3 separate regions of the Mus musculus genome follow, and regions 1 and 2 are each linked to region 3. A link is a contact called in public promoter capture Hi-C data. All regions are on one chromosome and are shown on one strand. The core of a region is the stretch at or near the end of the contact, and the rest is flanking DNA. Distances in the headings are between cores, read along the strand shown. Region 1 has its middle 82 kb from the start of Gm25564. Region 2 holds the start of Trappc12 (trafficking protein particle complex 12). Region 3 holds the start of Rnf144a (ring finger protein 144A).

Region 1 (4,451 bases), core at 1,571-4,070, 2.0 Mb after region 3:
AACCAACTGACTGAGTTGTAGACCCATTTAAGAGGCAAGGGAGTCGGGAAACTGCAGTTCAAATGGGCTTGGATGAGACTAAGTGGCTTCCATGCACTATTTAACCTCTCTTTGCTCCCCACTTTTCTTATCTGTAAATTAGGGATAACTCAGGGTGTCTTGCAGAGCAGAACTGAGGATTAAATGAAATTGTGAAGATAAAAGGCTTAGCCGAGGCCCTGTCCAGGGAGAGGATTCCGCTAGAGGTGGCTTTCATTATTCACCAGTTTAAAATGTGTTTGATCCCAAGGGCTCAGCTGTGATCCTTCTCATCCCCATTAGAGGACAGGAGCTGTGGTGGGTAGCAGGTGGCCATATGTGGAGCAGGAATGGAAAGGCTGGAGAGCAGCAAGCGGGTCTTCAAACTAGACTCCAATCACCAAGCCTGTAACACTCAGCCTCAGCTCGCAGATCTTATCCTGTAGGAGGTGTTAAGAAAACCCTCCAAGTATGCCAGGTTTGCCGGCTGTCCTTGGGATGCCAGAAACATTTCAAAAGAAGATGGGTACAGGTACTTTGCAGGCTGCATGGGGAGAGAAGCCGTCAACAGTCTTAACCAGCTGTGCCATTCTGTGAGCTAACAAGAGCCAACCCCGGAAAGAAATGTCTATGACCGGAATAGTGGTACAGATGTTGTGGGGGTAACCAACGTCTTTCCAATCCTAGTGGACTTAAATCTTGATCCACAGGCGTAAACTGATGCTTCCTGGTGTAAGCCTGGCCAGTAGCCTGTGGGGAGGCAGATCTTAAGCGCTACTGCTAGTTATTTTGCGAAAGGGACATCACATCAAACTGTCTTATAAATACTTTTTCTTATTCATATAGACCAGGGCAATCCTTCATCACAGAAACGTCTTTATGCAGCCAATGACGCTTAATTCTGAGACTCATAACTGGTCAAAGAGTATATGTAACTGCAGAGAACTCAGTCCTGGATGGAAAATCTGTATCATACCTTCAGCCCCAAGGCTGAGGGAATATCATGGAAGAGGAAATGGAAAGATTTTAGGAGCTAGAATCAGGAATGATTTTTGTGAAATTTTGTCTCCTGGACATGACAAGACCACTCCACTCATGAACTCACAGCAGTTATGGTTACCTGTGTAAGACCCGTACAAAAGCAAGTCAACCAACATGGAGGGGGAGGGGCTTATGAGGAGCCATGGGAAGGTGAAGGCCACTGTGGGAAGAAGAATCATTTTCTTCATCAGTGCGGCCATTGTAGGAAGTCTACAGTCCAGTGGAAGGTACCCCATAGCCTTAAGAATGTAAGCAGTATGTGACATGTAACTTGTCTTAAGCATGTGACAAGAATTGTACTCAGTGGGTGAAAAGAGGGGAGGAAGGAGGAGAAGGCAGAGCTGGGAGGAGATGAAGTTTGTAAGGACATGTGGGAGATGGTATCTAGAATGATTGGAGAGGGGAATGGGGGTATATATTGTTGCACAACATTGTTTAGTGTGTTAAATTGCCAAAGAATAAAGTTAAAATGTAAAACTCAAAGGACCTGGGCCTTTGGGAGATGGCTTGAGTAGGCAGGAACACTTGGTCTGCAAGCACGAAGACCTGAGTAGAAATCCCAACACCCAAGAAAACACTAGGCTTTGCTAAGTGCACCAGTAAAGCCAGCATTGTAGGATCCCAAGGATCCAAAAGAAGAGCTGTCAAGACAGCCTGAGCTTCTGATTCAGTGGGAGGCCCTGCCTTAATAAAAGGTGATAGCTATACAGAGAGACCCTGTCAGAAAGAAAGAAAGAAAGAAAGAAAGAAAGAAAGAAAGAAAGAAAGAAAGAAAGAAAGAAAGAAAGAAAGAAAGAAAGAAAGAAAGAAAGAGAGAGAGAGAGAGAGAGAGAGAAAGAGGGAGGGAGGGAGGGAGGGAGGGAGGGAGGGAGGGAGGGAGGGAGGGAGGGAGGGAGGGAGGGAGGGAAGAAAAGGAAAAGGTGAGAGAGGAAAACAGCCAACTGGTCTGGCATCCATATGTGCCTGCACACACATTCGCACATCCACATGCATGCAACACACACACAAACACACAGAATAGAGCTGAAGTGGCTAAACTCTCAAGCTCCTTCCAGCCTTTAGATTGTCCCTTTCTAGGTCCCAAGGCACTGCATGAAAGCCACAAAGAACAAGCACAAGCCTAGGCAGTCAGAGCAAGGCTCAGCCCAACCCATCTTTAAGACCCTTCATGCTACCTTAAGGTGCCCAAAGCACAAAGGGAAGAGCCGAGGGGAAAACGCGTATCCTGGGCCATTTGATCAGCTCAGACTTCAGTTGAAAGCTCTGAGGCATTAAGGAATTTCGATTGTGACTTAGAATTCCCCAGCAACTCTCCAAGAAGGATGGGGAAACTGTCTGGGTGTCCACATGGCATCTGGAAACCCCAGAAGTAACCAGCAGTTTGGGCGGCATTTACTATCAGGGTTTTCACTGCCGCTTCCAGGAGCCTCCCACAGCACCGACCACAGGTAGGGATCCTCCCCAGTGCCTACCGTCGCTTCCTATTACAGAGGTGTCTGAAACCGCGCTCTCCTGTGGACCAGCGTCCAACAGAATGTTCAGTTTCTAAGGCAGAGTGAAAATAAATCTGTTGGTGACAGTGAATGAAAATTTCTCTAGGCGAGATAAAAAAAAAAAAAGGAAATAATAAAAAAGAAAGAAAACACAAAAGCTCTGCATGTAGATTGCAGAAAGGAGAAAAATATTCTGAATTGTGAGACTTCTGGGTTTTCCCCTTCCCAGGAGGAAATGGGCTACTTAGGAGAAAGCTCCTCAGAATGGCAGCACCTGGACCACTTTCCAGCCGCTTTTGTCCTCACTAGGAAGGGGGCGGGGAGAAGATGCGTTCGTGGGGAAACATTGCCATCCAGTGGTCAACTTGTGCATTGCCCGATAAAAACAGGAAAGAAAAAAAAACGCTTGGTGACATTTTGTCAGTCAACTGATAAGTGCTGAGAATACTTGTCAGATGTCAGGCTGAGAATACTTGTCAGATGTCAGGCCAGATCATTGATACCACCCTTCAAACCTATAGGAATTCACACACACACACACACACACACACACACACACACACACACACACACACACACACACGGCACTCTAAAGGCTCCAAGGAGCGAACCAGCTGTGTGAATAAAAGAAGCAGAACTCAGAGCTGCTCTAGGACCCATTTGCCTGGCCATGTCCCAGAGACAACTGCTCCCAGTCACCCTGAAGGGTTGGTGCATGGTGATTCAGATGAGGCGGCTGCAAACAGCAGTTTCCACAGTACCCAGAAATGGGTTTTCCCAATTTCTGTTTGTGCCATGTAGCCTCCCACCGTCGTGAAGAATAAATATGCTTCCCTAGTTCCTTTATAGATAGACTTTGGGACAGAAGTCCAAATAGAGGGATGGATAGACTCACTGTTCCTCTTGGGTGATGACCTCAAGTCCTCAGCCAAGTCAATGGCCTTACGGAGGACGGGAGACCTACCTAGCTTATCTTTTCTTCCAGCTCGGCATGAGGGCTGAATGAGACATTGACTTTACTCTTTTTCACTTGGAGTAACTGACCTCTCAGACCAGCCTCCAGGTTTGGATTTCTCATCTCTTGTAAGTGATGGGTTTTTGCCTCCCTCCCCCAGCCCACTCTCCGCAGTTAGGACGGTACAGTTCCCCTTGATGATCTGGATGTAAATTCCCCCATCTACACCTACAAGGTATCATATGGTCAGAAGTCAATCTTTAAGATCATATCAACCACCAGACCCCCCAGAACTCCCAGGGACTAAGCCATCAACAAAGGAGTACACATGGCTCCAGCTGCATATGTAGCAGAGGATGGCCTTGTCATGCATCAATGGGAGGAGAGGTCTTGGTCCTATGAAGGCTCGATAGATGTCCCGTGTAGGACAATCAAGGGTGAGGAGCTCGGAATGGGTGGGTGGGTGGGTGGATGGAGTAACACCCTCATAGAAGCAGGGAGAGGGAGGATGTGATAGAAGGTTTCCAAGAAGGAGAGAAACCAGGAAAGGGGATAACATTTGAAATGTAAATAAAGAAAATATCCAATTTTTAAAAAAGGATCATTTGTTCTCGTGTAATTAGCCAGCAGCTTAATTTACAGTTTCTAAATTTTGGGGCATGACCTCATGTGGGGTCACATGGCTGAACTAACATGTTAATAAGAGGTTTGTGAACACAATGCCTAAAATTTAATTGAAAACCACATTCAGAATCCAAGGTGTGGATGGTGGAGTTTCCCAGACAGCATCGTGAGACTTCACTTTTCCCTGCATGTGTGGTCCCAGCAGGCAATATTCATAAATACTGAGCAGGTGGGTGTGAGACAGGGTCGCACTATTTCAACCAGGCTATCCTCCTGCCTCTGCCTCCCTAGTAGAGGGATTAAAGACCTGTGCCATCACA
Region 2 (4,476 bases), core at 1,765-4,264, 2.3 Mb after region 3:
TCTCCACCAAGATCAATGGTCTCTTCATGGTACAATGGCTGGCTCTCCTCCTCCCGAGACATAGGCTCCGGGATGTTTTCAGGACCTGCCTGGGCTGAAGGAGATGCCTCACTTGGGCTCTGCTCACCATCTTTAGCTGTTTCCATGTTGTCTAAAAATAGAGGCAGTCGTGAATCACTCCACTGTTTTATTTCAAGTATGGGTAAATAAACTTGTTTTCTTTTCTGAGAGAGGATTTCACATAACGTGCGTGGACTTGAACTCACAACCTCTGCGGTTCTGAGACATAGGCTGTACTACTTTTATCTTATCGCTCAGTGGAACACATGTTTAATAGTTCCACATCCAAGGGGCACAAATTAAAAGTTTTTCTTTTTCTAGTTTACTTAATTTTAATTAGGATAAAATACACATAAAACTTGCTAGCCCTTTTTCTTTTTTTCTTTTTTTTTGGTTTTTTGAGACAGGGTTTCTCTGTGTAGCTCTGGCTGTCCTGGAACTCACTCTGTAGGCCAGGCTGGCCTCGAACTCAGAAATCTGCCTGCCTCTGCCTCCCAAGTGCTAGGATTAAAAGCATGCATCACCACTGCCCAGCTTAGCTACCATTTTTTAAAGTATACAGTTCAGTAATGTTTAATACATTCTCATTATTGTCCAATTAACCTCCAGAATTTTTGTCATCTTGCAAAAACAGGAGTTCTATACCCATTTAATAAAACAGATGACCACCATCCTATTTCCCATCTTTTATATTTCCTGGGGACCTCAAGTGAGTAGAATCATAAGGCATTCATCATGACATCCTTGGCCCATTGCAATACACAGTGTATCAGTAAACAAGTGCTGTCTGCCCTTACCGTGAAGGTGGGATCGTCCCTGCCCCCACATCAGGCTCAACCATGTCTATCTCATAGTGTCCTCCGTCCAAGGGCCTTGTCTGGGTGCTAACAATAGCAACACATCTTGAGCGTGAAAAGAAGCGCTTGTGAACAGCTAGAAGGTAACCATTGGCACCAGTGTGAAGCTCATCCGTGGACACTGCTCTGCTCTGCCCAGACCCTCCACTCAGGAATCCAGTATGAAGCCGCTTCCCCAGCAGACTCTGAGGCATGCTGGGAGCACTGACCTGATGATGCCTTTTGGCCCCTCTTTCTGTCAGGCTACGGTAGTCTTCTCTGTTGGCTATTGTAAGCCCTGACTGCATGAGGTGTTGCTGTCTACCGGCTGCCCCAGCCTGCTCTGTGCTATTTGCCCTCTTTGCTTCCTGAGCGCCAAGTCCTCTGAACTGGAACGCACAGCCACCACAGTCCATTCCTCACGGCAGGACACCCATGCCGCAGCACCAATGGGCTTTCCTTCCCTTGGACAGGTGAGTAACAACACAGCACTGCAGGCGTGCGCCAGTTAGCGCATCCATTTACTTGTCAAATGGATGCTTGGGTTCCTTCTAGCCTCGAGCAATCGTGCACAGTGCTTCTGTGAACAGGATGTGTGTCTGTGTGTGTGCGTCTTTGAGACTCTAATTTCAATTCTTTGGTACAGCAAATTCCTATTTCAATGCCCAGAAATCAATGTGCTAGATCATGGCCATCAAATTTTTCTTTTGAGACTGGGTCTTATGTACCCAAAGCCACAGTAAACTTAACTGTTGCTATGTATCAAGGACCACTTTGATCTCTCTCTCTCTCTCTCTTCCCCCCCGCCCCCCGACAGGGTTTCTCTGTATAGCCTGTCCTGGAACTCTCTCTGTAGATCAGGCTGGCCTTGAACTCAGAAAACTGCTTGCCTTTGACTCCCAATTGCTGGGATTAAAGGCATGCACCAACACTGCCCGACCACTTATTTGTTTTTAAAGAGAGAGTTTCTCCAAGTAGCCCTGGCTGTCCTGGAACTCACTCTGTAGATCAGGCTACCCTCGAACTCAGAGATCAGTCTGCCTGTGCCTCCTGAGCGCTCAGAGAAAAGGACCACCACTGCCAAGAGCAATCACAGACCTGCAGTTCCTTCCTGCAACAGCATACACACACTCCGATTTCACCACACACTGGCTGGCTGATACTTTTTTTTTTTTAACATTTATTTAGCTTTTTAATATGTGTGAGAGTTTGTTTTTATAAATCAAGGTCGTAGGTAACCTAAGCTGGCCTTAAATTTGTTATATAGCCTAAGACGACTTTGAACTCCTGAACATCCTGCCTCTACTTCTCAAATGATACAGGCTCAGCACCAACACCTCGTCTTACTGTATTTATTCATTTGTCTATTTATGGTCAGAAGACAATCATGTGGAAGAACAACTCTTCTTCCATCGTGTGGGTCCTGTGGATGCAGCTCAGATTATCAGGAATGGTGACAGACACTGAGCCATCCTGTCAACCCTTGTTTTAGTTTTTAGACTCTATTCATTCTTTCTTTCTTTTGAGGGGGTTGGGGTGTCTCCCTATTTAGCCCAGACTGACCTCAAACTTAAAATATTCCACATCACAATCTCCCGAATGCTTACAGGAAGGAATCACTTTTCCCACACAACACTACTCATTCGTCAGTGGTCAGGTTATGTCTATGGCACCCCATCCTCTATCTCTTAACCCCGACTCTGGCTTACTGCAGTGCTTCATTTATTGTGGGGCTATGACACACCGAGGTCGACAGGAGCAAAAGTTGGGGCAAACCAAAAACATAGCTCGAACACTGGTGATGTAACACGGGCACCTTCTAAGCATGCTAACGAACCCGCACTTTATACACATAAAACCGAGGTCAGGAGGGTGTGTACCTTGTCCAAAACCACAGGGAGCACACAGAATTGGCTAAAGCCCGAAGGAGCCAGCCCCTCGTGGGGCTACTCTGCGTGGCCGAGAGCGGTTGATTACGCGAGGACGCCGCCCTCTGTGGGAAGGTCAAGGGTACCGGCGACCCTCCTCACTGCGACCCGCTCCTCACCTGCCACCCGCCCCTGAGGTCGGGTCACCCACAGGCGAAAAGGGTCCGAAGAGATGACGGAAGACCGGAAGTAAACTCAAGATCCAAGGTCCCGCGCGTTTGTGCGTCTGCGTGTGCTGGCCGCGGAGACCCGACTTCCGCACATGCTCAGTTTGGGAGCCGCTAAGCTCTCCACTGGAAGCCGGGCGCATATCCGGCTCAAGAGCTGTGGGCGGGGCCTAAGGCCAAACTGGGTAGGGGACAAGGATGGTCCTGGAGATTGAAGAAAATCGTCTGTCCTTGGGCCTGTCACCAACCAAGGATGTTTTTTCCTAGGATTTTATCTTTGTGCTAGTTGATTCTCCACGTTTCCCCCCTTGTGTCTGTGGCAGTGTGTGCTAACATCCGTAAAGTTGCGGGGAGGAATTAAGGAGTCAAGAGTCAGCCTTGCTTGCTGAACTCATGGTTGGTTGAGAATCGTCCTCAAGTCAAGAACCTTGCTTTCTTGATTTTCTGTGTCACATTTCTATGACAACGTAAAAACACAGCTCTCATCTCAAAGGGAAGAAGAATTTATTCTGTGAGTGACTATAGCTTGGGAACATAGATTCAGGTCACCGTAGATTCTGCCCTACATGATAACAATTTGATGAAGTTTTACAGTAACAACCAAAAATACCTACTTCTTAAGCACACTTCGGAAGCAGTGGGTAGGTGGGTAGGTCTCAGGTGCTATCTCATGACTTTCATAGCTTTGGGATCGGTGGAAGCTAGTTGCCAGAGGTTTTATCAGAAAGTCAAGGTAAGACAAAGGTGGGCAATGGATGACTACTAAGGGGGCTAATGGTAGCATCACAGAAACTGCTGTCATGAAGGTCAGTCAAGAGATAATGGCAAAGTCAAAACACAGAAGAAACGCGTGTGGAGATCCAGAACTTCATAGAACCAAGACAGTTCATTTCCTATGGTGCATTCTTGCAGTATTTTCCATGCCAGGTCCTAGAGCCTTCTGTCTCTGAGAGCTCTGGACAGTTTAGATCGTGGGCTTAGTTGTGTCTCTGTGCAGGACTGGGTGGTTACGTGAAGTGCACACCGCTCGCTGTATGTCACTGCCCACTTACACCATCACCACAGTCTTGACTCAAGCTTGCAGCATCTTATCTTTAAATGGACATCTAAGAGCCTGCTTCTGAGGCTGGATCGAAGGTCCTGGCAGTGGGTTGGGCAGTGCTCTGGTGCTCAGGACCACGGTTTAGGAGTAAAGCTCTGCCAACCATAATGCCAAGTTAACTGTTCTCTTTAGGGCTCAGATCTTTGGAACTTGAGGGAGCAGCGCAGGATAAGAGCGCCGCCCTGATGGACGTCCATTCCCGCTGCTTTTGCTCCGGGCCCGGCCTTCCAACCCAGGATCTCCTGTAGCTGCTGGGTCTCATGAAAGGCCAAATGAGCATGCGCAGAATAAAGGCCCAGCTGCCATTGGCCACCGGGGAGGAGCGTATTGATGACGCGACGAAGAAAACAGGAAGTGAGCCGTCAGGGAGCCGGTCTGGGTCT
Region 3 (4,625 bases), core at 1,636-4,135:
TAAGAAGAAGTATCCATGTGTATCGGCGATTGGGAAACCCTCCCAAGAAAAGAAGGCTAGTCTCAAATAACTTATCCAGGCTAGAAAGAATGAAAGGCACCTTCCACAAAGACCCAGGAGAAGTACAGCAATCCACCTTCCAAAGACGAGTCCACTCCACACAGTCTCAATATGGGAACATCCCACGTGGGTAGGGCTACTGCTAAGTCAAATAGACATTCTCCCAGTCAGCTAAAGATCATGGGCTCTCAGGAGAGCATTCACACCCCTGACTTATTCCAAGAAGCAAAAAGGGAAAGGGTCACTGATACTCAGGACAGATCCACCATGTGGTCTGGGCACCTGATTGCTTCTCTTCAGCTACAGTGTCCTCATGGTCATACAGGAGGGCTGAGGACCCACCTATAGCCATGCCTCTCGGTGGCTCAGGACAGGCTCCAGCAGCTCTCTCTCTCTCTCTCTCCCTCTTTGCCACTATAGAAAGAGGCCTCTAGGAGATGTTTGAACAAAAGGAGGCAGCAAGGCCAAGTTAGGAACCACAGTGGAAAAAACAGCATTCTCAGTCAGGCAACGTGGCTCCTGGCTTGGGGCCCTACGGCTGCAAGCAGGACAGCGCATTAGCTCTGAACATGGGCAGCACTGGGAAAACAGTGTGTGGTATCTTTTCCAAGTCTCAAGCCACAATAAGGCCCCAGGAGAAGCCACGTAGTCTAGGAACAGTTTGGAAACAGGCACTGTAAGCTTGCAAGCGGAGTTTTAAAAGACACTTGTAAAGTACTAACATGCAACTGTCCAGAGCTTCCGCTGGCTGGTGGCCTGTGGACTCTCCTTTTCACCCGTGTTTTCTTTCAGGAATTTATCTTTCAGTAATTCCCCCTTGACGGGGGTGAGAGGCATTGACGTGAGAACTTAGAACATCTTTAGAAAAATGAAGTCCAGGGGCTGGAGATGAAGCACAGGAGAGTATTCGCCTAGCATTCATATACACAAAGCCCTGTGTTCAAACCTCAATTATACATAAACTGATTATAGCGGTCCGTCCCATTCACTCCAATACTCCATTGGCGCAAACTGCAGAAATTTAAGGTCATGTTCAGCTCCCTAGGGAGTTAGTTCCAGGCCAGCCTGGGCTAGGGAGCCTACAAAAACTCACTTGGAAAAAAACTAAAGAGGAGTGTATATATCAAAATGTTAACTCCAGAATTCAAATTGTGCTGGGTCCAGAAAATGCTGAATTAGATGCACCCATTTTCCCAGAAGGGTCAGTTGGACCCCTGGAAAGTAAAATGGGTGTGTATGGCAAAGGGTGGTGTCTGACTTAAAACCCGACCGGGGGCACCTGGCCCTTTAACACTGCTATAGCCACCCTGAAGCATGAAGTACTTACTGTTTGTAGTCCTCCTGCAAGACCACCCATGAGTCCCACTCAACAGAGGCCAAGTCCAGAGTCTCCACCTGCAATTCAAAACCCCCTCCAGATATACTTCCCTAGCAGTCTTTAAAATGTAATAAGAGCAAAACTGTGGAAGACACTGGAAAAAGTAGTCCAGACCAATGGTATGGCTGAAGAGGAGCGAAACTTTGGCTCTTTGGGAGCCAAGGAGGCAACCCCGTGGGAACGGTTCTTCACACTCTGCATTCCTTTGCTGGTGCTTTTTCCCCCACCCTGGCTACGCCCCACTGGTCATCTGATTCCACATCCCTCCTTTAGAAAGGCCCCTGTCTCTGCTCTCTCATCGGAGGGCACACTGACCACCTTTCCTTCTGTCTGCTACTGTGTTTATGTGCGTCTCTTAGCCGTCTAAACTACTACCCTGGCCGGGGTCATTGAGAAGGACCTGTCTCCCAGACACCACGCCTGGAAGGCCCTTCCTTCCTAGAACTGTCCTAAGCAAGATTGGACTGTCCTTCTAATCCTAGGACACAGGAACCCTGGGAAGGTTTCCCAGAGCCTTGTCTAGCTCTCCTTGTTACTTGGCCTTTGACCCTGTACCAAGCAGGCTGTAGGACTGTTCAAAATAAGTATACTTTAAAGTATTCTCTGAAAAAAAGAGACCAAAACAAGAACTAGAGCAAACTTTAAGTGCGACCACCAGAGACCCGCCTAGGGTGAAGAAGTCGCCTCTTCCCGCGCAACGGCGGCGGCCAGGAAGCCTTCAGTTTTAGCAGGAGGAGCGATACAATCTCTGAGCTCCACGGATGGTGTAGAAAACCGGGAGCAATGCGGAGCACGGGATACGAGAGTCCTGAGGGGACTTCCTTGGGCAAGAGGGGTACAAGGGACACGGAGACTCCTGGGCCAGAGGCTAGCAGAGGACCATGCCCACGGCCAGGCGCGGCTAAGCACTGCGGGGTACTCGCGACTGCCACTGGCCAGAACGGACCCGACCTTCCCCACGCCCTCGCTCTGCCCATGTCCAGGTCACGGCGGGAGTCCACCCAAGGCCTGCAGACGGCCGCCCACCCGGGCCACTCCAGCAAAGCACACCCCGCGCCTGCGGCTGGAGACTTCTCCGTGGCGCGCGATCCCCAAGTGCAAGCGGCCAGGAGGACGCGGCCGTCACCCAGCGGAATCCCGGAGCATAGTCCCCATCGCCGCCCCGGAGCCCGCGGGGTCCCCGCCCGGCAGCACGGGTTAGGGGGCCGAAACCAGCCCCGCACAGCCTTATCCCGCGCGGCCCGCTCGGGCGATGCCGACACAAAGGGGACGCGCGCGTCACCCACCTGGTCCCGCGCGGTCCGGGCTCCCGCTCGGCCTCTTTGCGCGTGGCTGTGATGGCCCCGCCCGGTGCCGGCTCGCGGGTGCCGCTGCCCCGTCAGCCTCCCGCGTGCAGCCCGCCCCGCAGCGCAGCGCCCTTTATGCCTCCCCGCCCTGCGCCCTGAGAACTGCGCGCGGGGTCGACGGGGCGCGAGCGCGCACTAAGCGCGGGCGCGGGAGGCAGAGCCAGTTTGCACGCCAGCGCCCCCTGCCGTTCAGAGGTGCCTTAATGTCCATGCACCAGGACCAGGCGAGCAGCCCCCAGCAATGCCAAAGGGAGGGCCCAGATCAGTTGGGGGGTGGGGGTGGCGGGACAAGGGGGCAATGAGTCCTCCTGAAGTTGGACCCCTGTTTTCAATACTAGAAGAACGAGTGCCAACAGCTAGAAAGAAACGAGTGAAAAATCCCGACCCTACCAGTCAGAAGCTGGAAATCTCACTCAGTGAAGTATCTGGGACCCTCTAGAGTAGTCTGTCTATGCAAATTACAGCAAGTCTCTGGACTTGCCAGAACCTGCCCGACAGCTATCCTGCCTGTGAGTAGTTTACCATGAATACTATGAAAGAATCATCTTTTCACCCTAACTTCTGATAATGCAAATGAATGAGAAGAGTCCTCAACCTGCTTGGACCTGAGGCTGAGGCTCTGTGCATATATATGAAGCACAAGCCAAAGCATTTCGTTTCTTTCCCTTAGAGCCTAAGATCCACCAGTGGATGGGAATTCCCATAAGTTATTATCTTGCAATCCCTCTGGTAGGTCCTGGAAGTTCATGTCAAACGTGCAAAAATGGGTGAACCTTTTGAGTATGTATTAAGGCTAGAATGAAATGTTCCCACAGGCATGTGTTCTGAACGCTTGGTCTGCATCTGGTAAAGATATTTCTGAGAGGCTCTGGGAATGTCAGGAGGTGGGAGTTAACTAGGGAAGGCCCTTGGGGGGATCCAAGACACACACACACACACACATACACACACACACCACACTTGTGTGCGTTCTCTCTCTCTCTCTCTCTCTCTCTCTCTCTCTCTCTCTCTCTCTCTCTCTCTCTCTCTCTCTCTCTCTCTCCTAAGATGTTCTGCTCAAGCACTTTGGGTCCAAACAGCTGTGGACTGCGTTCTTTGGCTGGGGGACTGGAGAGCCTCCATTTGCTAACTCAACTTCTCTAGTTTTCCCCTAGAGAATTAAAACAGGATTAAAAGCTCTGTACCATCTACCGTCTGCTGCTACATTCCCAGGTGCATATTTGTGTTTATACATGTGTATGTGAGTGCAAGCCAAAAGTCAATGCTGGGGTGTTCACCTCTTTTTCTCTACTGTATATTCTGAACCTAAACCCCTTTAATTCATGCAGACCTGTTGGCCAGCAAGTTCCAGGAGACCTTCTGCCTCTACCCCAACCCCCATTATCCAGTGCTAGGATGCTGAGCATGCACCACATCTGTATTCTTACATGGATGCTGGTTATTAAACTCAGGTCCTCAGGCCTGCATGGCAAGCACTGTAGTGACCAAGCTGTCTCCCCAGCCCCTCATCCGATACCATCACCAGTTACTGGGCTGAATGTTTCAAATCTTCAAAGACACACACTTGATAGATACCGTGCCTCACACAAATAAGCCTAGCATTCTGAGGGCTGAGCTAGGAGGATTGCAAAGTCAAGGCCAGCCTGGACTAGATAAGTGAGAGCCTATGTCCAATAGGCAAAAGCCAAAACAAAACAAGGACACACGTGGCCTCCTAGAGCTTTGGCTTGCATCAGACTCTGTATAAATGCCTTTGTTCAAGAAAGCACACAGTGTGAAGAATCCTAACAACAGCACTTTGTTGCTTCGGCCTCTCACTGAAAGATAGAAATAGTTTTGCC

What was found. Promoter capture Hi-C pulls out the DNA fragments that hold promoters and counts their contacts.
Region 1: a contact with region 3 is called in a promoter capture Hi-C map of hippocampal neurons, with 15 times the contacts expected there. The contact joins the enhancer-like site here to the promoter of Rnf144a in region 3. A contact is called at or near these places in 6 of 39 promoter capture datasets (cranial neural crest, frontonasal cranial neural crest, hippocampal neurons and 3 more), 2 of 484 Hi-C or Micro-C datasets (cerebellum and muscle stem cells) and 4 of 115 datasets of contacts at active chromatin or transcription factors (astrocytes, embryonic forebrain, large pre-B cells and 1 more).
Region 2: a promoter capture Hi-C map of pre-B cells shows a contact between it and region 3, with 2.3 times the contacts expected there. The contact joins the promoter of Trappc12 here to the promoter of Rnf144a in region 3. A contact is called at or near these places in 4 of 39 promoter capture datasets (cranial neural crest, liver and pre-B cells) and 2 of 115 datasets of contacts at active chromatin or transcription factors (astrocytes and pro-B cells).

The regions. Positions count from the first base shown.
Region 1 is chr12:28,429,746-28,434,196 of GRCm38.p6, forward strand. No RefSeq gene overlaps it. Among named protein-coding and RNA genes, the nearest start is that of Gm25564, 82 kb to the left of the region's middle. Within about 2 kb of position 2,821, at least 68 of the 459 cell types and tissues checked have an H3K27ac peak or open chromatin away from gene starts, as enhancers often do. A contact at or near this core is called in cerebellum, embryonic forebrain and hippocampal neurons, where this site is marked.
Region 2 is chr12:28,747,386-28,751,861 of GRCm38.p6, forward strand. Trappc12 (trafficking protein particle complex 12) reads right to left here and starts at 3,015. Exons shown (of 12, transcript NM_178811.5): 1 at 2,777-3,015; 2 at 1-151. The coding sequence starts at 146. It overlaps Eipr1 (EARP complex and GARP complex interacting protein 1), which reads left to right and starts at 4,434. Exons shown (of 9, transcript NM_201357.3): 1 at 4,434-4,476.
Region 3 is chr12:26,412,377-26,417,001 of GRCm38.p6, forward strand. It overlaps Rnf144a (ring finger protein 144A), which reads right to left and starts at 2,886. Exons shown (of 10, transcript NM_001081977.2): 1 at 2,725-2,886. Mir6538 (microRNA 6538) reads right to left here and starts at 2,634; the gene lies at 2,525-2,634.